Regions from separate parts of the Mus musculus genome. Here all the other regions are linked to region 4. A link is a contact called in public ChIA-PET, HiChIP or PLAC-seq and promoter capture Hi-C data. All regions are on one chromosome and are shown on one strand. The core of a region is the stretch at or near the end of the contact, and the rest is flanking DNA. Distances in the headings are between cores, read along the strand shown. Region 1 holds the start of Ifng (interferon gamma). Region 2 overlaps Nup107 (nucleoporin 107). Region 3 overlaps Rap1b (RAS related protein 1b). Region 4 holds the start of Mdm1 (transformed mouse 3T3 cell double minute 1). Region 5 overlaps Cpm (carboxypeptidase M).

What was found. Promoter capture Hi-C pulls out the DNA fragments that hold promoters and counts their contacts. ChIA-PET counts read pairs in DNA pulled down with a chosen protein or histone mark. HiChIP or PLAC-seq counts read pairs in DNA pulled down with a chosen protein or histone mark.
Region 1: an RNA polymerase II ChIA-PET map of memory CD8 T cells shows a contact between it and region 4, with 39 read pairs. The contact joins the promoter of Ifng here to the promoter of Mdm1 in region 4. A contact is called at or near these places in 2 of 39 promoter capture datasets (embryonic stem cells and hippocampal neurons), 2 of 115 datasets of contacts at active chromatin or transcription factors (effector CD8 T cells and memory CD8 T cells) and 1 of 9 other capture datasets (embryonic stem cells).
Region 2: a contact with region 4 is called in an H3K4me3 HiChIP or PLAC-seq map of bone marrow-derived macrophages, with 4 times the contacts expected there. The contact joins the enhancer-like site here to the promoter of Mdm1 in region 4. A contact is called at or near these places in 17 of 39 promoter capture datasets (the 3T3-L1 cell line, the C10 cell line, the HPC-7 cell line and 12 more), 1 of 484 Hi-C or Micro-C datasets (bone marrow-derived macrophages), 12 of 115 datasets of contacts at active chromatin or transcription factors (the 230-238 cell line, the SCID.adh cell line, bone marrow-derived macrophages and 8 more) and 3 of 9 other capture datasets (adipose tissue, liver and pancreatic islet).
Region 3: a promoter capture Hi-C map of the C10 cell line shows a contact between it and region 4. The contact joins the enhancer-like site here to the promoter of Mdm1 in region 4. A contact is called at or near these places in 13 of 39 promoter capture datasets (the C10 cell line, the HPC-7 cell line, HPC-7-derived erythroid cells and 10 more), 2 of 15 datasets of contacts at CTCF or cohesin (CD8 T cells and the NIH/3T3 cell line), 10 of 484 Hi-C or Micro-C datasets (B cells, the G1E-ER4 cell line, Th17 cells and 6 more), 16 of 115 datasets of contacts at active chromatin or transcription factors (the 230-238 cell line, the SCID.adh cell line, bone marrow-derived macrophages and 11 more) and 4 of 9 other capture datasets (adipose tissue, embryonic stem cells, liver and 1 more).
Region 5: a promoter capture Hi-C map of hematopoietic stem and progenitor cells shows a contact between it and region 4, with 2.9 times the contacts expected there. The contact joins the enhancer-like site here to the promoter of Mdm1 in region 4. A contact is called at or near these places in 12 of 39 promoter capture datasets (the 3T3-L1 cell line, 3T3-L1-derived adipocytes, the C10 cell line and 8 more), 1 of 484 Hi-C or Micro-C datasets (embryonic stem cells), 2 of 115 datasets of contacts at active chromatin or transcription factors (large pre-B cells and memory CD8 T cells) and 3 of 9 other capture datasets (adipose tissue, embryonic stem cells and liver).

Annotation. Positions count from the first base shown.
Region 1 is chr10:118,439,236-118,443,065 of GRCm38.p6, reverse strand. Ifng (interferon gamma) reads right to left here and starts at 2,020. Exons shown (of 4, transcript NM_008337.4): 1 at 1,801-2,020; 2 at 541-606; 3 at 271-453. The coding sequence starts at 1,911.
Region 2 is chr10:117,762,733-117,766,835 of GRCm38.p6, reverse strand. Nup107 (nucleoporin 107) reads left to right here. Exons shown (of 28, transcript NM_134010.2): 18 at 433-502; 19 at 807-925; 20 at 2,481-2,519; 21 at 2,955-3,105. Among named protein-coding and RNA genes, the nearest start is that of Slc35e3, 18 kb to the right of the region's middle. Within about 2 kb of position 2,110, at least 12 of the 459 cell types and tissues checked have an H3K27ac peak or open chromatin away from gene starts, as enhancers often do. A contact at or near this core is called in bone marrow-derived macrophages, where this site is marked.
Region 3 is chr10:117,823,210-117,827,387 of GRCm38.p6, reverse strand. It overlaps Rap1b (RAS related protein 1b), which reads left to right. Exons shown (of 8, transcript NM_024457.2): 2 at 2,714-2,794. The coding sequence starts at 2,738. Among named protein-coding and RNA genes, the nearest start is that of Rap1b, 21 kb to the left of the region's middle. Within about 2 kb of position 2,542, at least 16 of the 459 cell types and tissues checked have an H3K27ac peak or open chromatin away from gene starts, as enhancers often do.
Region 4 is chr10:118,139,586-118,143,368 of GRCm38.p6, reverse strand. Mdm1 (transformed mouse 3T3 cell double minute 1) reads right to left here and starts at 1,582. Exons shown (of 14, transcript NM_148922.3): 1 at 1,407-1,582; 2 at 405-519. The coding sequence starts at 1,424.
Region 5 is chr10:117,683,273-117,687,336 of GRCm38.p6, reverse strand. Cpm (carboxypeptidase M) reads right to left here. Exons shown (of 9, transcript NM_027468.1): 9 at 1-4,059. The coding sequence ends at 3,817. Among named protein-coding and RNA genes, the nearest start is that of Gm25709, 23 kb to the right of the region's middle. Within about 2 kb of position 2,681, at least 13 of the 459 cell types and tissues checked have an H3K27ac peak or open chromatin away from gene starts, as enhancers often do. A contact at or near this core is called in hematopoietic stem and progenitor cells, where this site is marked.

The DNA of each region.
Region 1 (3,830 bases), core at 771-3,270, 300 kb before region 4:
CACAAGAGCTCTGCTCAATGCTCCCCTATTCTGCCTCCTCCTCAGTGCATTTACCCAGCATGTGGGCAATAGTTTGATTGTCTGTGTTTTTCCAAAATTGACACACACACAAAAAAAAGTCCTCCCAATCTGTCTGCAGTGGGGAAACATGAGATCCTGCTTCACCTCCTAGCTTTATCAGCTGATGAGTAGTTAGTTTCTACCGCTTGATAATTAGAGACAATGAAAAATAAAAAGCCAACAATACAGCAACTTGCAATGCCGTCTCACCTCAAACTTGGCAATACTCATGAATGCATCCTTTTTCGCCTTGCTGTTGCTGAAGAAGGTAGTAATCAGGTGTGATTCAATGACGCTTATGTTGTTGCTGATGGCCTGATTGTCTTTCAAGACTTCAAAGAGTCTGAGGTAGAAAGAGATAATCTGGCTCTGCAGGATTTTCATGTCACCATCCTTGGGAAATAACACAAAGGGAGGATTTTAAGAAATGACCCATTAGAAACAACAGGGAAACTGGGAGAGGAGAAATATTCAACTCACCTTTTGCCAGTTCCTCCAGATATCCAAGAAGAGACTCTTTTCTTCCACATCTATGCCACTTGAGTTCTGAGGAAAAGAGAAAAAAAATTGATTTGTAATTATTTCACCAATTGCCCTGAAAATATCTATCAAGTTTTGTTGAATTCAGTGCTGATAATGGTCACAGGTTTCCTTCTGGGCCCTTCCACTTACTTCTAACAACAAGTATCCCCTAAAAGACTGCATGTAGCCAAACACTGTTACTGTTACATTCTTTTAGCTGCAGGATGTACTGGCCCAGTCTTGAAACTGCAAGGCCACAAATAAACTCAACAAAGCTGACGAGGTTTCAAGTACCCTCAAGTAACCATAGTGAGCTAAAAAGAAACTTACTCTCAAATTAAGAAAGGGAGAGAGAAAATCATTAGAATCATCCCACTGTGCACACTGCCCCCTTATGGTCCAGGCCTCTGAAACATCAGTCTGTGCTGTAATAGGGCTTCATTGCTACTTTAAAAAATAGCTCCAAACACATACGGGAGGCAGCTTGATTTACACTGTGAGGAGAGGATTGACCGTAGATGCTTGAACATTATGCTAATAGCTATATGTATACTAGTATATACATTTGGGACAAATTATAAAATTCTAAGGATATAAAATTTGCTTCTGTTAACCATTAATTTAAAAAAAAAATCACAAAAGAGAAAATCCTGAAAACTCTGAGAAATATAGAGTCTCATTAAACCTCACCAAGCGGCTGGCTTTGATTCGATTGTAGTAGAATTTCAAAATTACTCCTCAGGGTAAAACAACTTCGGGGGAGGGGGGCATTTCTTAAACAGAAACATTAAGAACTTTGCCTCCCATTACTTTAAGTGATAAGCTGTTTCCCTGCGTAGTTTTGGTGGTAATATCCATCTCTCACTATCACTTTCAAGACGTCTGAAGGAATAAGAACCATTGAGGTAAGGATATTTTTTATCACAACTAAATGATAAGAAATCACAAAATCATCAGCATCTTTGTACCTTGGACCTATACTATGCCTATCTTTGGGAAGATTGGTAATTGCCCTCTAACTCCGTAGTAAGTTGGACAGAGGGTTAAATCGATATTGAGATCATTAAGTCAATAAACACCTCTCCAGCAAATAGCAACGTAGCACCCCATCTTCTCAAAATGACTGGGGACCAGAGACGGCAGCCTGGCGCTCACCGTAGCAAGTCAACATCAACCACGGTCAACCAACCACAAGCATTATTAAGAATTCATACTTACAAAATAGTTATTCAGACTTTCTAGGCTTTCAATGACTGTGCCGTGGCAGTAACAGCCAGAAACAGCCATGAGGAAGAGCTGCAAAGCCAAGATGCAGTGTGTAGCGTTCATTGTCTCAGAGCTAGGCCGCAGGAGGAGAAGCCCAGAACTTCTGTCTCAAGTCAGAGGGTCCAAAGGATCAGCTGATGTGTCTTCTCTAGGTCAGCCGATGGCAGCTATAGCCTGCACCTCTCTGGCTTCCAGTTTTATACCTGATCGAAGGCTCCTCGGGATTACGTATTTTCACAAGTTTTTTTTTGGTTTTTTTTTTTTTTTAAGATGGTGACAGATAGGTGGGGGGAGCTAAGTTACTTTGCATTACAGCTATGGTTTTGTGGCATGTTAGAGTTTCCTTTCGACTCCTTGGGCTCTCTGACGATGAGACAGCCCCGCTGTGCCCACCTGTGCCATTCTTGTGGGATTCTCTGAAAGCACTTTTACTTCACACCATTTGGGGTGGGGGCTGGAAATTGCTTTTACGTCTCCCCCTTTTTGCCCTTGTAATGTGAATTTCTCATCCACAGAGCACAGCACAGGGAGCCTTTGTTTGTGGTTGGGGACGGCTGAATAAAAGGAAACTCTTGGGCTTCTCAAACCATGAGGAAACTCTTGGGCTTCTCAAACCATGCAATGGGGGAAGCCTTTTCAAACTTTTCTTGCAAATGACCAGAAAAGCAAGGAAAGGGTATGGTTAAAAAGCCAATGTGGTGAGGAAGCCCTTCAATGGAGGTGATTAGTAAAATACCTACTACAAATCACTCAGGGTCAACGTGCCCAGAAAGAAGAAAAGGCAGACCACATAGGTAAAATAAAATCATCTAGTTCCTCCATTAATAAAAGGGAAAAAATGCAAAATGAAATAAAAGTAAAAATGCAAGAATACTTCATTAGATATTGTATTTCACTCAACACACCCAAGGTATCAATGTGTATCAAGATTTATGATGAATAAGAGTTTCAATTCCTCTGCCACTAAATATTTAAAGCCTAGTGGCTATCCTATATACACAGCAGAAATCACTTCAGGATTAGCCATGTTTCTAACTCTCATACCCACATGTGGCTAAGGCTATCCCAATGACTAGTCCAGCACTAGACACACACTTGTCCCAAATAAGGATTAATAACTGAAAATTGTTTCCCCCATCAAGTTCAAACACTAAAAGTTTCCTTCTCTGTCTTTGGTAACTTATCTATGAAATTCGATCCTTGAGGATGGGGCAGGAGGCCCTCTGCTCTTCAGTGCCAGCCCACGTGTATTCATCCCTGCCTTTCCTGTATTCATTAACATTACACAGTGGCTATGGGTGCAGACTTGAACCATTCATATTCTAGCCTCGGGGTCTTGAGTCAGCATCTTTATGATCTGTGACTCAGTTTCCACATTTATACAGTGAGCTTAACACTAGCATTTTCTTCCGGACTTCAGCCAAAGGCTCAACCAAATGCTCCATGGAAAGTTGAGAGAATTCTTCCCGGCATTCCTAGTGGCTCAATTAAAACTTGATGGTTATTTGGCAATGTCAGATGTTTAACAACGCTATGCAGCTTGTTCGTGCAGTTCCTTTGGCCATGTGCCCCCTTTCCCTCATCTGAGCATCTCAGAGTGGTACCCAGTTATCTTGACCCAGATGCAAACCATCCTCTGTTTTGGTTCTCCCCCAAGCCTCCAGCTTCAAATCAGACTTTATCCTCTGGGCAGGGCTAGCACTTTGTTTCTATGCTTCATGGGTTCTCAATTTCCCCAGTCTCATATACGAGGTAACTATGCATGCCCCCTACCCCCATCCCAGTGCCCACTAATTTCCTTAAAACCAGAAAGTGTTTCATTGCTTCTGTGACACAATTTATTTCCCTCAAATACATAAGCATAAAGATTTATACACAAACAACACACACACACACACAAATATTCATTTGAATGTTTACCTAAGAATCTCTGTTTTGACAGTCAGGAACATCTCTTGGTTGGTAGAGTGCTTGTATAAAAA
Region 2 (4,103 bases), core at 861-3,360, 380 kb after region 4:
CAAGTGGCTCAGTGTGGGCGAACACCGGCCTGAGCCTGGCCGCTGAGTTCCTCTCTAGGACCTACATGGTATTTGGACACAATGGACTCCCACAAGTTGTCCTCTGACCTCCAGTGGCACTGTGGCATGCATGCCTATACACAAATGCATGCACACACACGGGATAAATAAGTGGGTGTTTTAAAAAGATAATAAGCCAGAATTACACTCCCTAAGATTAGATTGTTTTATGGGAGATATCGCTCAGTTCTGGGTTTGTGTGCCATGAATATATAGATCCTAAAGGCCTAGTCCTTCCCTTTCTTTTTTGATCTTTCTAAGCCTTTCCTTTCTAGCTTTGGACGTGTCTCCCATGAAAAGCTAACATTAGCAGTGAGTACATCCTTCAGGACGAATGCAGAAGATTTATGGCAATGTAAAACTTTTTTTCAGAGAGTTCTGGAGGAGAATCAAGAGCATTACCATATAGTTCAGAAATTCCTTATCCTGGGAGACGTTGATGGTAAGATGCGGGTTTATTTTACTTCGCCTGAGTTCTTCATTTGCCTGTTTGAAATGGCCATTCTTGAAGTGGTACACAAGACTCTCTAGTCCCACGCTGACATCCACCCCTCACGTGTAACCACGTTTACTTGTTACTGTGAGGCCAAATCTGAGTTGAACCCTTTTTCGTGTTGGCGCACGTCCTGTGGTGGGAGTTGGCAGTGAGCCTGTCAGATACCATAGGCGATCTGGGATGCCCTTGGTGACACTTTTCTCCCCTGATTGTTTCTCACTGCCAAACCTTTGCTCTGATGGCTTTGTAGGTTTGATGGATGAATTTAGCAAATGGCTGTCCAAGAGCGGAAGCAGTCTGCCCGGACACCTGCTCCGCTTCATGACACACCTCATTCTGTTTCTCCGCACCCTAGGCCTCCAGACCAAGGTGGGTACAGTAAGTAAAGGTGGGCAGCTGAGCTTTGCCTGCCTCCCTCCCCCTTGCAGTCCAGCACCTGCCACCAGCTGCCGGGACCCGACCTGGCCTGCAGCGGCACTGCCGAGGCACCACAGCATTGGACAAAGTGCAAAGCCTGCGGATCTCTGGTCTTATAGCGCTCTCTTCCTGTTGGGGCAGGAGGCGGGAGGAGACTGAAGGCTTCTGGGAACTCTCTCATTATTCTGTGGCCAAAAGCCAGGGTCTGTAATAGTGCAGGAAAAGGCATATTAGTAGGGCTGGAGAGATGGCTCAGTGGGTAAGAACACTGGGTGCTCTTCCAGGGGTCCTGAGTTCAATTCCCAGCAACCACATGGTGGCTCACAACCATCTGTAATGGGATCCAATGCCGCCTTCTGTTGTGTCTGAAGAGAGCAACAATGTACTCACATATATAAAATAAATAAATCTTTAAAAAAGAAGAAAGAGAAGAAAAGGCATATTAGCCACAAGAAGCAATCCTGGGAGGAAGTCTCTCGGGCCCTGGCCTCTCAGAGCTCACCCATAGAATCCATGCAGAATAGTGGGCCATCTCCAGAAAACTCCCTTGTGTGCCTCAGCCTTTTCTAGATGGCGTCTGACGTCAGCATCATCTCATTTGTTCACCTATTTTGGTAACTCACTGGGAGTGATTTGTAGATTCTAGTCTATGGCCAGAGAATGCTGCTGCTTGCCCAAATTTAAAGAAATTAGTCCTCCTTGGTATCCAGCTAAGCTAATGGAACCAAAATAAATCCTGTGTGAGAATTAAATAGTTTCTCTTTCCTTTCTGTGTTTCTTGTTTGTTTGTTTGTTTTGTTTTGTTTTGTTTTGTCGAGACAGGGTTTCTCTGTGTAGCCCTGGCTGTCCTGGAACTCACTCTGTAGACCAGGCTGGCCTCGAACTCAGAAATCCGCCTTGTGTTTCTTTTTTCTAAATGTTTGATAACATTGTAGCAGAGGTGCACGTGAGAGCTAGCACAGTGACAGTGAAAAGCTACAGCCTTAGACTTGAGGACCTTGACCTTAGATCCTTGCTCTGTAACTGCTAGCTGTGTAATCCTGGGCATATAAGAACTTCCTCCTCCATAAAACCCACAAGGAGACATGCTGAGAGACTGACCTCTTAGCGGGTAAAGAATGTTTGCCACCAAGCCTCGTGACTTGTTCAGTCGCTGGAACTTGCATAATGGACTGAGAGAGCTTGACCCCCTAGGTTGCATACACAGTACTTAGATGTTTAAAGAGCCACTGGTTGGTTGGCTGGCTGGCTGGTTGGTTGGTTGGTTGGTTGGTTGGTTGGCTGGTTGGTTGGTTGGCTGGCTGGCTGATTGGTTGGTTGGTTGGTTGGTGGTGTGAACTGAAGCAGTGCACATGCTTCATAAGCAGTTAGCCTGGGTGGTTACCACTCAGTGTAAGTAGTACATTTCTTCATGCGTTTACAAGTAAAACTCGTATTAGAAATTGTATTATTATTGTACCTGTAAGTGGTGATGTTAGTAACTGGATTGTGTATTTTTTCTATGAAGGAAGAAGTTTCCATTGAAGTTCTAAAAACATATATACAGGTAAGCTTTTAGAATCTACAACTTGTTTTTTTTTTAATGAAAAATCAAAATGTACTGTTTTTTAACATGTATTTTTATTTTATAAGTATTATGCCTGCATGTTTGTATGCGCAATGTGTCTTTGTATGCTCACAAGAGAACACTGAAGTAATGACCGATTGTGGACCATCATGTGGGTACTGGGGGCGAGGCCTGGGTCCTTTCAAAGGGCAACACGTGCTCTCAACCTCAGTCTCTCTCCAGCCCCCAGTGACGCTGTTTTAATACTGTGGACACCATAGAGATCTGTGAACCTTTCTGAGTGCATTTCTAGAAAAGCATTATGGTCTGAAGCACATATCTGAGGCTTTCCTAACTATATTTGCAGTTCGGAAGCACAGGTTTCTCAAAACACCGCTAGCTTACTTGGTGTCCTGTGATTTTTGTGTTCCGTAGCTGTTAATAAGCGAGAAGCACACAAGCCTCATAGCGTTCTATACCTGTCATCTGCCTCAAGACCTCGCCGTGGCCCAGTATGCCTTATTTTTGGAAGGTGTTACGGAATTTGAGCAGCGGCACCAGTGCCTAGAGCTGGCTAAGGAAGCAGGTAAGTAGTTAAGAATTTTAGATATAGGGCTGGTGAGATGGCTCAGTGAGTAAGAGCACCTGACTGCTCTTCCAAAGGTCCGAAGTTCAAATCCCAGCAACCACATGGTGGTTCACAACCACCCGTAATGAGATCTGACGCCTTCTTCTGGTGTGTCTGAAGACAGCTACAGTGTACTTACATATAATAAATAAATTTTTAAAAAAATCTTTAAAAAAAATAGAATTTTAGCTATTATTTCTTTTTAGGTGTATATTACATAAAATAATGAGTTTTGCTATATTGTTTTTCAAATGAATACTTATAGGTACTTTTATCATATTTATCCCCTATATCTACTCACATGAAAAAGTTATGTTTGTGCGTTAGAGAAAGGGAAGGAGAATCTGCTCAGGCATAGGTGCGCACGCCACAGCGTGGTGTGAAGGTCAGGGTGGCCTCTGACGTTGGTCCCATCTTCCACTGAGCTTTGAAGTGGGGTCTCTGTTGTTTCCCGTGCCTGGGACAGGCTGGCTGGCCCGGGGGCTTCTGGGGATTCCCCTCCCTCTGCCTCCATCTCCCCACAGAAGTTGTGTTCCACACCCAAGCTACAGCATCCAGCTTTTCAGTCGATCACATTGGAGATTTGAACTCGCTTCCTCCCGTTTATGCGACGCAGGCTCTACCCACCTAGCTGTCTTCTCAGTTCCCCGGTTGGCCTTTGTGGGCAGGCTTTCACTTTGGGTTTGGCATATTTGTCTTATAGCAAGTCTTATCTGAGGGGGAGAACAGGAGTAAAAATCTCAGTGAAATTCTTTTAGAAGATGAAAATAACTTTTACAACCGGGCGTGGTGGCGCAAGCCTTTAATCCCAGCACTTGGGAGGCAGAGGCAGGCGGATTTCTGAGTTCGAGGCCAGCCTGGTCTACAAAGTGAGTTCCAGGACAGCCAGGGCTGCACAGTGAAACCCTGTCTTGAAAAACAAAAACAAAAAAAAAAAAGAAAAAAAAGATGTGTAA
Region 3 (4,178 bases), core at 1,293-3,792, 320 kb after region 4:
ACGCACGCACACACACTGACCAGTGTGTCCCTAAGGAAGATTTCTTAATAAGTTTCAGTTTTCAGAACATGTTGGGCTGTTTGCATCCCCTGTCTTGATGCTTTTAACTGCCTTCATAAGTGAGGGGTAGTTCAGTTGGTATAGCTAAAGTTCTAGAACATGTCTCCACAGATTCCCTAAGGTGTGCAGCCTGTTTCTGACACAGAAGGAAATGTAGCTGTGGTGGTGTGTTTATGACAAGAAGATATTCCCACCATCAAGAAAAAGTGCCTTGTAATAATTCAATCCTCTAAACCTTGATGAGAGTATAGGGTACTTGGATGCTGGCATATGGCAGACCTTAACCGCATACTTAAGAGCTACATGTTTCACAGGCTATAATCTATTCCTACAAATTAAAGTGTTTCCTGTGCTTACACTTTAAACATAAAGAAGTGTCTTCCTTACACACACATCTCTAATCCCACCCAGCACTGAGGAAACTGAGAATAACTGCGAGTTCGAGGCCATCCTGGTCTGGAATGAGACCCTACCACTAAAAAACAAACAGGAGAATAAAGGTTTCCCAGTAGATTGTGAGGTTCCCCCGACAAAATATCTGTTAGAAGGCAAAATGATTACAAACTGATAAAATGATTGTCACCATCAGGGTTTTATAGGTGATCCAGGTGAAGTTTGAGCTTAGTCCCTCATGTTTGCCTGAACTGATGGTTGGTTTTACTCATCTTCAGTCCCCAATGGGCCAGCTTGAAAAGCTTATGGGGCCTTTTCCCTGCGTTCTCTGTAACAGGTGAAAGCAAGACCACCCAGGCCAAAACAAATGTGAGACAAAACCTCACAGATAGATGAGCAAAGAATCAAACAGTGTTGACAAGTGGTTCCACTCACAGTGCGAATCAGAAAGCCAGCTGCCTTCTCCATAGGCTACTTGGTTACAAGTCTTGCTGTAGCAGGTCAGGGAGATGAGCTCAAGGAGTCAGATGAGAGCCTCTGACAGTGCTGCTAGACCTGGGGAGCTTTCTGAAGTGAGGCTGTGAGGGTCTTCAGCATGAGAAGGCAGGAAATACTAAGCATACAGTTATTACTTACTTAAGCAAAAAACTGACCATACTAGAAAACTGCCTCCCCTGGGCAGAGCAGACTGCTGCTTTTATGATTTGAGGTAAATTATGAAACTTAAAGATTGGCAAACTTGCAGAGGCAGGAGTAAGTTATCATGGACTGCAGAATGGAAGAACTGTAGAGCTGGGATCTTACAGTGTGGCTCAGGTTAGCCTCAAGCCTGTGTCTTAAGAGTTCTGAGATTGTAGGGATGCGCCATCGTGCCTGGATGCTGTGTTTCCAGTTCTACATGTCACAGTCATTTTTCTAGAACATTGTCCCAGGGAACAGGGATTTTCCTCTATTCGTTGAGTATATGCCTGTTCTCAGCTACTTACAGTTGATAGTTGTATGTGGTTCAGGTTGTTTACTGTTGTCTTAAGATGGTTTGAGAAAAGAGGGGTAGGTATGTCATGTTAGCTTGTAAGTCGTAAAAAGCTCTTAGTGATGTTTCTCAGCCACCACCCCAACCCTCTTTTTTTCTTCTCCTTTTCCCTTGGATATTCTAATTGAAATTATTATTAATGCTTGCTTCTAGATTCTTGGGTCTTAATTAGTAAATTGAAGGAAGTGCACATAGATTGCATACTAACAAGGGAAAAGCAGAGCAATAGTACATGTCAGGTGTGCTGCAGAGACATGAGTAGGCTTTCAATTAGGAGGACCCAGGGCTCCAGGTCGTTGTCCCGGGCCTTGCTTTATGGGCTCTTGGCAGGAGAGGAGGCGTTTGACTGCAAAGGGAATATGAGGCTGTGGGGTGGGGTCTCTGTTTTGCTTGGCTGGTTTTGCTCACTGCCTTTCTCGTGATGCATCCAGTTTTAATCATATACAATGCCCAGCTATGGGTAAACATAAGATGGTACTTAGGAATTCTCTAAAAGTTCACTGAGCACAGTTTGCCTTACTGCACAATGTCCCAAAACTAGTTCAGGGCAGATCTGCCCTCTCATGCTATTCCTAATGTATCTAGGATTATTCTCTGTCCATGACACAGGGCTTCTTGAGACTTGCTAGGGGAGATTTAAAAACATACCCTGTTGTTTGTGGTGGAGCGTGCTTGTAGTTGGATGCAAGTTGTGGGTCTTTGGATGCTCACAGTTGGGGGCGAGGGGAGTCTTAGAACTCCCTGTGGCTAGTGCCTGCTCTGGTGCAGGTCAAGAAGGGTATATGGGTCGCCTAAACAGAGTGGTGTCACATGCCCATAAGCTATTTACTATACTTCTCTGCCCCAAAAAGAGGGAACTAAAAAGTATTGTCTGTAACTCTTTGTATCTTCCCTCATTATTATTATGCATGTGTGTGACATGCATGTGTGAGTACATGTACCATGTGCATCATCACATGTGGGACTATCAGGATAGCTTTGTGGACTTGGCTGTTGCCTTCCACCTCTACATGGATTGATTATCAGACTCGAGTTGCCAAGGCGTTGACAGCAAGCACTATACCGAGACAGCACGCACTTTGAACCTAACTCTGTAGAAAACTTGCACAGTGCTCCCATGGGAATCTAGTCTAGTAATCATTTTATGTAAAGCTGTTAGTCTGGCTGTCTTATAAAGAGCACATAAATACCAAGACTTAAAGATTGTTTTCCTTCTTCTTTAACCAGGTACTAAGTGTGACAGTGTGCACCATGCGTGAATATAAGCTCGTCGTGCTTGGATCAGGAGGCGTTGGGAAGTCAGCCCTGGTAAGTCGTTCCTGCCCAGTGGAAGCTTTTCACTTCACTATGGTCTTTTCTACTGAGGTGGCTTTTGTTTTGTTCTCATATTTAGTAGTCAAATGGAAATCTTGACTTTAAATTCCTACTTCTGCCTTTACATAATTCTGGGAATGCTGGCTGAGGTTGCAGCTTTAAAGGCCACGTCCATTCCTATAGTGATGTGGATAGAACCAAGGGCTTCCCGCAGGGGGCAGAGCACTCCAGCCAAGCTACAGCTCAGCTTTTGTTGTTTATGGTTTTGTTTCCTGAGACAGTTTTTTCCGGGTACACTAGACTGGCCCTAACCACGTGACAGTCCTCACTTGTGCTGGAATTAGAGGTGTGTACACCACACCCAGCTCTTGTAAGATATGATTTTGGTTATTTGTCTTGGTCTGATTAAGGTAAGATCCCATAACTTGACAAGAAATATAAGATTTTTCTTGTAATTTTAGACAATTATTAGGTGTATCTGCATAGCATTTATGTTATATGAGAATTAAGTTTAAGCTTTCCAGAGAGTAGCGGCCTACACATGTGTGTATATTTGCATGTTAGTGCAATATAGAGAAATTGAGGGTTTTGTTTAAATTTGTAAGTGTGTGTGTGTGTGTGTGTGTGTGTGTGTGTGTGTGTGTGTGTATTTGCAATTAGTCTTTTTTCCAAGCCTTTCTCTATGTAGTTTTGTATTGTTTAATGGGCATCTTTTCCCTAGCAAGGGTTAGCTTTAGAAGAAACAGTTGGATGTGATGAGGGAGACAGACAGAGTTAGCTTAAGTAAATCAGAATTTAGCAAAGAACCACAAGAACACAGACCAAGAGAATGGTGGTGCACTCCTGCAAGCCCAGCACTTGAGGCCAAAGAGAGATCCAGAGTTAACGGCCAGCCTGAGCTACATGGGACTGTGTTTCAAAACAAACGTAGATTGACTTTCTCTTTACTGCCGATAAGATAAACCATCTTACTTGGTCTTTTTAAATGGCCACCTAATGCTGTGCATGGTGGTGCATGCCTTTAGTTCCAGCACTCAGGAGGCAGAAGAAGGTGGAGCTACGGGAGTTGAAGGCCACCTGGTCTCCAGAGTGAGGCCCTCGACAGCAAGGCCACACAGAGAAACCCTGTCTCAAAGACAGACAGACAAACAAACAGACCGCCTGTGTAGGATTTAACCACCCTTAAATCAGACTGAGAAGTGTATACAATATTCATTTGCTTTTTTGTTTGTATCTGCAGTAATGGGGAGATGTGTTGACTGTGTTTATGGGTTAAAATTACAGTGCCAACACTGCACAAATGCTCTTTGAGTCACTGTTGTACTCACTGTATAGATGTGTAGTAAGTGGTTGTTAACACTGTGTAGTTAACAGCGAC
Region 4 (3,783 bases), core at 333-2,832:
TGACCAAAACCAGCAAGTTCCAGCCATGCCTCTGTTACCTACCCTTCCATTCTTCAAGTCTTTGAAAGTCCTCACCCTCAGGCTTGCTCCTCTCCGCTCAAACATTTCCAGAAAAGCCTCTTTCAGAACAACCAATCTCAGGCGTTTCCCCTTCAGTTTTACTATTCAACTTTTTTTGATATCATGCTATTTTATATACAACTCGATTTGATGAGTTTCTTTGTGTTTTTTGTTTGTTTGTTTGTTTTTGTTTGTTTGTACATAAGGGACTCTGGGATCGCAGTATAGCATCAATAAATATTTGCCAATTATACATGAGGCCAACACAGGTAGATTTTAATTGTTTTGTAAACAGAACCCAAGGTTTATTCAAGTTATGATAGCTATTGGTTTGCTCAACTTACCCAACTGATCCGATCTAAGTCCTGCCCATGAGTACTTTTGTCCCACTGAGGGATTATAAGACTCTGACAAATAGGACTTTTTCCACAGGAAGTTTCTCTGGTATTCACTCAGCCCCTATAATGAAAAGTGCAATTTGAGCACAGTGTAGTGAAGAGGTGTTTTAGCATCAGAAAGAAAAACAAAAACAAAAAAACCTCAACCTCTGAAGAGTGTTCTTGAAAGGCCCAAGAATGAGAATTAAACCCCAGTCAAGCTCCTTAATAATAGCTAATATTTACCCAGCCCTGGGCTAAGTAGCCCCTTAATCCTCACAACCACCCGAGCCAGACAAGCCGGAGTCCCTCAATGAGGCTGCGCTATAACTGGTTCTCTGATTCCAAAGTGTGGTAACAAACCTAAGTCCTCACTAGAGGTTTATCCTAAATTCATCGAGTGCATAATGTTATGGCTTTTAATAAAAGGCAATTAGAGAAAGACGTGTTCCCCTCCCACTCTGTCTGGCAAGCACTTTAGAATTAAAGAGTCCGGGATTACAGAAACACTGTGGCCACCTGTTGCGTGGAAAGGCGTTAGACACAGACAGCTATCTGGAACTGTGAGCAAAACCTAAAGCAAACGTGCAACTAGCAGGCTGCACACCTACCCACGCTCTCCTTTTACTGGGGCCCGCTTCCCAAGCGTTTAAAAGACCCGCGCGCTTTAAAGTTTTGCAGGAAAGGAGCTGAATGCTATCGGCAAGAGGAACCACAGGTGTCCTACACCGACAGCAGCCTTTCGTCCCACTGTCAAGGGCCCTCCTTCCGCCTCCGCTCCTGGCGACCCCAGACTGACGCCGTCAGGCCCCCATCGAACTCTCCCCACCCGCCCCTCCGCGCTGGGCCACCGGCCGGAGCATCCTCCGCCCCGCACAGGCTCCGGCCAGGAGGCTCGGTACGGCACAGGCGCGTCACGCACCCACCCCGCGGCGTCCCCGCCACCCGCCGCCCAGCCCCCGGCCTCACCTTGAAGCGCACCGGCATGTCGCCCTGCGCTGCGGAGCCTGCCCCGCCGACAGTTAACGGGAGCAAAAGCCCCGAGGGGGCGGGACGACGCGACAACACTGGTTCCCTAGCAAGATCCTGGACCCGGCGTCCCCGACGACGCGCCGGCGCACTCCGCGCCGCCCTCCCGCCCCGCCTCTCGGCCTTGCTCCGCCCATTTTGAGGCCTAAAGACCAATGGCAGCCCTCACCGTCATTACGATTAGACCAACCAGCACTCGTAAGGGCACGGCCCCGCTCCCTAATGGCGGGCGAAGAGCTGGCCAATGAGGATACCGGAGCTGCGGTGGGCGGAGCCCGCGGGAGCTTTGTTCAGGAGGCTGCAGGCAGAGTCCCCGCAGTGCGCGCACCGCAGCCTGTCTGTGTAGTGTGGCCGGGCTCGGCAAGAGCCTACCTCACTGGTTCCAGCTCCCTGACATCACAGAACGTGAAAGTGTGCCTGGCATTCCAGAATGCACGACAGAACCCACAGTCTCTTTGTCCATAAAGGAAATTGCCCCTAGAGTACCCGGCTGAAAAGAAGTTGCTAAGGAGAGAAGCGTTACACGAGCCTTGGGTCAAAAAGGATAGGTCCAAAAATACATACGACCTAGGATGATTCAAGTAAAGTTTATTAAGACCGCAAAGCCAACTCATCCTTTTTAAAAATAAAATTCCCTCTGTACACCAGGCTGGCCTGGAACTCAAAGATATCTACCTGGCTCTGTCTCCATAGTGCTGGGATTAAAGGCATGCACCACCAGTCCCAACATTGGGCAGGCAGAGCCAGGGAGATCTCTGCCTGGTCTACAGAGTGAGTTCCAGTATCGGGCTACACAGAAAAACTCGGTCTTGAAAGAATAAATAAAAATAAAATTCCATTTGACTTTTATAGGTTATTGCCCATCGTGAAACACTGCTAATTCTGAAAGTCCAGAAAAAAAATTACCCAGACATGCTAAATACATTATTTAGTCGATCATAATATACTATGTCCTGGGCTCGCTTTCCAAGTGAGAGGCATGAATGGGAAGTTTGAAGCAGAGTGGTCCCTGAGGGTAGAGATGATTAGAAGAGGCTCAGGGGTAATTTTCAGACTTGGCCTTGAAAATTACAACTGCAAGAAGAGGAAGATAAGATGATCAAGGCAGACATATGTCTGGAGAGAAGGTTGCCGGGGTTCTTCTAGGAATAATGAATTTACCTTTGTCCTGTGTTGGGATGTTCCCATCAACCCTTCCCAGTCCCTTCAAGTGCTTCCTGCAGACTCCTCTTCTTGGCTCCTAATTGATGTCTCCGATCTTCTTCATTATCATGGAGATAATTTAAAAATTCATTTGAAGAAGCCACCTGATATCTAAAACAGAGAGAATATTAAATAAGACCCTGTGCTGCCATGCATCCAGGAGACCTTTCGTTAATGTTAATCGGTGAGGACAGAACCCCAGTCCTGTGAATTAAAAATGACACAGGCAAGACACAGTGGAACATGAAATGAAACCCCCTGCAGGAAGCCAGCCAGGACCTTACAGGATAGGACAGAGCCGGTTCTGATTGTACACAAAGCTTTGTCACCACACAGTCTCAGGGGAAGTAGGTAGAAGAACATAGCCTGTCTGCTTAAAAAGGAACAAAGGCGATTGGGATAAAGCTCTGCTGGGCAGGGAATCAATGACAAGAAACGCATGTGGCCGTTGGTAAAGATGACTTGGTGACACCCAGCTTTGCTAGAGATGTATTGCAGGGACTCAAGGGAGAAATGTTTACTTTGTCACGGTTAAGCAAAAATCAACTCCCCCCACCCCCCACCCTGGGGAAATGAATCAAAGATATGGAATAAAAAAAAAAGGTTTGAACACTGAATAAATTATGTAGTCTCTGTGTTACCAACAACTCTTGCCAAAAAAAAAACCACAAGGATGGAGTGGATTCCAAAATCCCACACACATTTTTCAAGATTCAATGTGAACTGCCTCACTGGCATGTACAGCCATGCACAGTATGCCCAGCAGCATCACAGAGACTCTCTCCAACAGCCATATATCTATAGATGTGTTATTACTGCCGGCTACAACCATGGTAGCTGGCTACTAAGTCTCCACTAGAGAAAGACACTTTAGCCTGCAGCTATGTCACAGAGGACCCTCTCTCCTCTCATTCTCTCTACTAAGGAAATGGTAAAGCATCTTAGAGAGCTGTTTGGTTTGCTTTGCTTTGCTTTGCTTTGGTTTTCTTATCTCCAAAGGTCTCAGAGTGAAGCCCATTGGAAACTAATCCAGAAAGTGACTTCTCTTAGGATAGATTGCATGCTGTGCTTCCCACAGTGGGACAGGAAATGTACCGTACCTGCTTCCTGCTTC
Region 5 (4,064 bases), core at 1,432-3,931, 460 kb after region 4:
TCTTTATTGATAATCAGATAATGTAAATAAAATAAGCTCAGAGGTAGTCATGGTCCCTCCCAAGCAAACGTTGTAATCTTAGATAATCTGAGAATTTATTTATTTTTCTGTGTAGCCCTGGCTGTCTTGGAACTCACTGTGTAGACCAGGCAGGCTGGATTTGAACTCAGAGTCCCCTCTGCCTCTGCCTCTGGAGTACTGGGATTAAAGGCGTGGTCCAGCACTGCCACCACTCAACCTGGGCACCTTTAATAGCTTCTGCTTCTGTGCTTTTAATGGCAGGAATCACTTAGAAGCTTGTTAAACAAAAACCCGCATGAAGTCTCTCGCACAGAGCTGTGGGTTGGCTTGTGAGCTTAAGGTTTGATTAAACGGCCTGTGAGACACAGTACAGCATCTTATTAGTGATGCAAGTCTAGAACAAACTCGGTGAAGAATCTGTTGTAGGCACCAAGAACCCGATGCTCTTCACCTAATCCAGCATCATTCTCTCCCGTACCTGAGGTCACCAGGAAGGCAGAATTGAGCTCACAAACCTTCACTAGATGCCCCCTCCGAGACTGAGAATGAAACTCCTGTTGCAATAGGAAAATAAGTGTGCTATATGGCTTTGTATATTTTTCCTAGAAACAGATACGTCTCAACCCAGCTTCAGCTCATACATTGGAAAGCAGATCTGATGTTAATACCATTTTAGTACAGGCAGAGTCTGAGAAAACTGGGACTGTTTTTGCTTGTTTGAAACGGGGGTTTTTCTGCGTAGCCCTGGCGGTCCCAGAACTCTGTAGAAAAGACTGGCCTTGAACTCACAGAGATCCACCTGCCTCTGCTGCCTGGGTGCTAGGATTTTACCATCTCAATTCAAAAATGGGCACGCATGTAAACTAGGCACTTTGTGAAAGTTTCCTTGAAAAGGACGTGGTTTTTGGTAACCAGCATTTCCGTTTTCAGGTCACCTTTAGTAAGGTATATTGCTTTCAAAACAGTTACAGACCCAAGTATTCCTTCTGCTTTCTCTACCTGGCAGAGGGCAACAGAATAATTTCCTGGTTATGTTTTGTCTTGGGGGTAGTTAATGGAGATTAGACCCAAGCCTTTGCATATGCTAAGTACACTGTCACTGAGCTACACCCCTCACCCTGTTTTAGTGATTTTTACACTGGGTTTTGATATATATTTCTGATTTAAGTAATGTAACCTGAATATGGACACAGCGGACCAGGTCTGTAATAGCTACTCCAGCGTCTACGGCAGGCAGATCCAAAGCCAGTTTGGCTTACTATGAGTTCCAAGTGCAGGCTACACAGCTTAGTGAAATGCTGTGTCTGAACAAAAAGTAACAAAATAAAGACGTAGCTGTGGCTCAATGGCCCTGTGCAAAGCCCTGGCACAGTCTCTGGTAAGACACGGGCACTTGCAAGTTGTTTCAGTACCAAGTCTCCGGTTAGGCCCATGAGCAGCTCAGCGAACAGCTCATTTCCTTTCACGGAATCTTAGGAAAGGGTCAACCAGTCAGAACTCAGAACACCAGCTGATGGCGAACCAAGTTTGCTCTTACATATCTTACTGGTTTTGCTTTTCTAAGATGGCTAGTCCAGGCTAGCCTTGAGCTGTGTCGATCTTGCCTCAGCCTCCCAAGCGCTGGGATAATAGTTCACCACCACACCTGGCTTCGTCTTATATATATACTTCAAATGTAATATACCCAGATCCCTTTTTGAACTATTAATACGCGCCTTCTGGGATATAAGTTAATGCTTATTTAAATAAAATGATCAAGATACTCATGCTATTTCCAAATTTAGAAGCGGTTAAAAAGCTATGCAGACTATTGATATTAAAATATAGATTAGGTTTGGCACCAAGAAAGGGCACCAGGGTGCCCACGTATCTCTTTAGAGTCTCAAGCCTTCATCGCCTGTCAAACCCCGCATGTTCTTACTTCCTGTGGGAAATGCATGTCACTTAGAAACCTGCACCTCGGAGTTACTGTTAATGTTCCTGTTTGATATTTATCCTTTTTTTTTTCTTTTAATTTATTTACTTTTGAGACAGGGTCTGTCTGTGTAAACGAAGACATCCGCCCACCTCTGCCTTCTGAGTGTTGGGATTAAAGGTGTGCGCCAACACGCCCAGCTTTCTCTTCTTCTAATGTTAGAATAAAGTTACTTTTACAGGGGACACTTTACTTCGAACTGTAAGAATTTGTTTTCTGGTCTAGAAGGCAGATTGGCTAACAGCTAATGCCTTTCCCTCAAGCCTCACAGCTCACCCATTTGCATTTATCTTTGGATTTTGTTCTTTGACATACACGTGAAAAGTGTGTATGTGTGTGTGTGTGTACTAGTAAGCTGAATGTTGCCAAACATAAAACGCATTTACACAAAATTACTCAGATCCTTAGCGTTCTGGAAAGGTCTGTAGCGGTAGCTGAGACACTTCCCCATCCATTTATTTCCTGTTTTTTGGCTAGACTCTGAGAAATTATTTCTCAAGCAGATCCTTGTCTTAAAGAGCTCATGGCGTGCTAGAGAAGGCCAGCACAGAGCAGTTCCACACCACGATGCTGTAAAGTCACTAGTCAAAGGAACTTCTTTGAAGGATCGGCCTTGAACTTGACCACCTGGAACTCCATGGGCTTCCCCGTTGAAGACGATGCTTGGAATTCTTCCTTTTAAAAAATTTATTTATTTTACGTGTATGACTACATGGTTGCTGTCTTCAGACACACCAGAAGGCAGCCTCGGATCCCATTACAGATGGCTGTGAGCCACCATGTGGTGGCTGGGAATTGACCTCAGGACCTCTGGAAGAGCAGTCAGTGCTCTTAACCCCCCATGGAATGGAGTTTTACTGAGCAGGAAACAAGACGTGACACAATCAGAATCCAGACCTGGGACCGAGAGCACTTACTGTGTTGTGTTTAGGGAGCAGGAGAGCTTTGGGCAGCCCAGCTCCCCAGGTTCTGTGTGGAAGACGGACTTGGCGAAAATACCCATGAGCAGCAGCTGGGTCAGCGGCGGAGGGACGCTAACTGGCCTGGAGAGGCTGTATACAGCAGCTTCCAGTGACTGGATATGGGAATCGAACAGCCTTGCATGGCGTCTCAACAGTCAACCGGATGAACTGCAGTTCCTAGGCATCGTAGTCAGGTGGGTGTGTCTGGTGAGCAGCTGGAGTTGCATCTGAGGCTCAGGCAAGGGACTGGGGTTATACAGGAGGGGTCATCTTCGTAGGACTGTGGCATCAGGTGCAGGGGGCAAGGGCAAAGGCACGGGAGACAGAGGCCACTGCATCTGTACCCACATCAGACATGTTTGTCCATTTTCTCTCATTTGGCCTTAGACCATTGGCAAGAGTAAATGCTCTTAGTCCCGTTATCTAGAAATTTCTTCCTTTGGGGAGAACCACTTATAGACAATATCAGCTCTCTACAAATAACACGAAAGGTCGTAACACAGCAAGTGACCAGAAAGTGCCCGTCCTTGCGGCTCTGATCCACGTGGCTCTCCGTAGACAAATTGTTTTTCTTGTAGGGATATCTGTTTTGCTTCTGAACTTTCTTACAAGTGTTTGGGACTCCTTCGGGGTGGCGTTTGTGTGGGCAGCATGAGCTAAGCAGTGACCTCCACTTTATCCAGACTGAAGATGGATTTGGTCGTTACAGGTCGCTCTAGGCCAGGTTTGGAAACATCCGGTTTTCTTCTTAAGGAAAACAGTGGAGTCTGTCCCAATCGCAGTCCCACAGGAGGGAGGGTTGCCATAACCGGGAGTAACCAATCCCTGATTCCCGGAAGTCGAGTTTCACACCTTGCTTTATTTAAAAAATACGTACAAAAGAGTCATGAAAAACACGCCCAGACTAGGCTTTGTGGCAGCCGAGTGGCTTGGCATGAATTTGTACAGCGGAATCATCGGGCACGAAGGATTGGATACGGAGATGGAATCCGGCTGCCATCGCAGCGGGAGGTGAAAATCCTTTTTAAGAGCACTGAAGGGCTGGGATTTCCCTGGAATAGTAAGCTTCGTGAGGTAGGAGTCGTGTCCAGGGACTGTAACCTGAG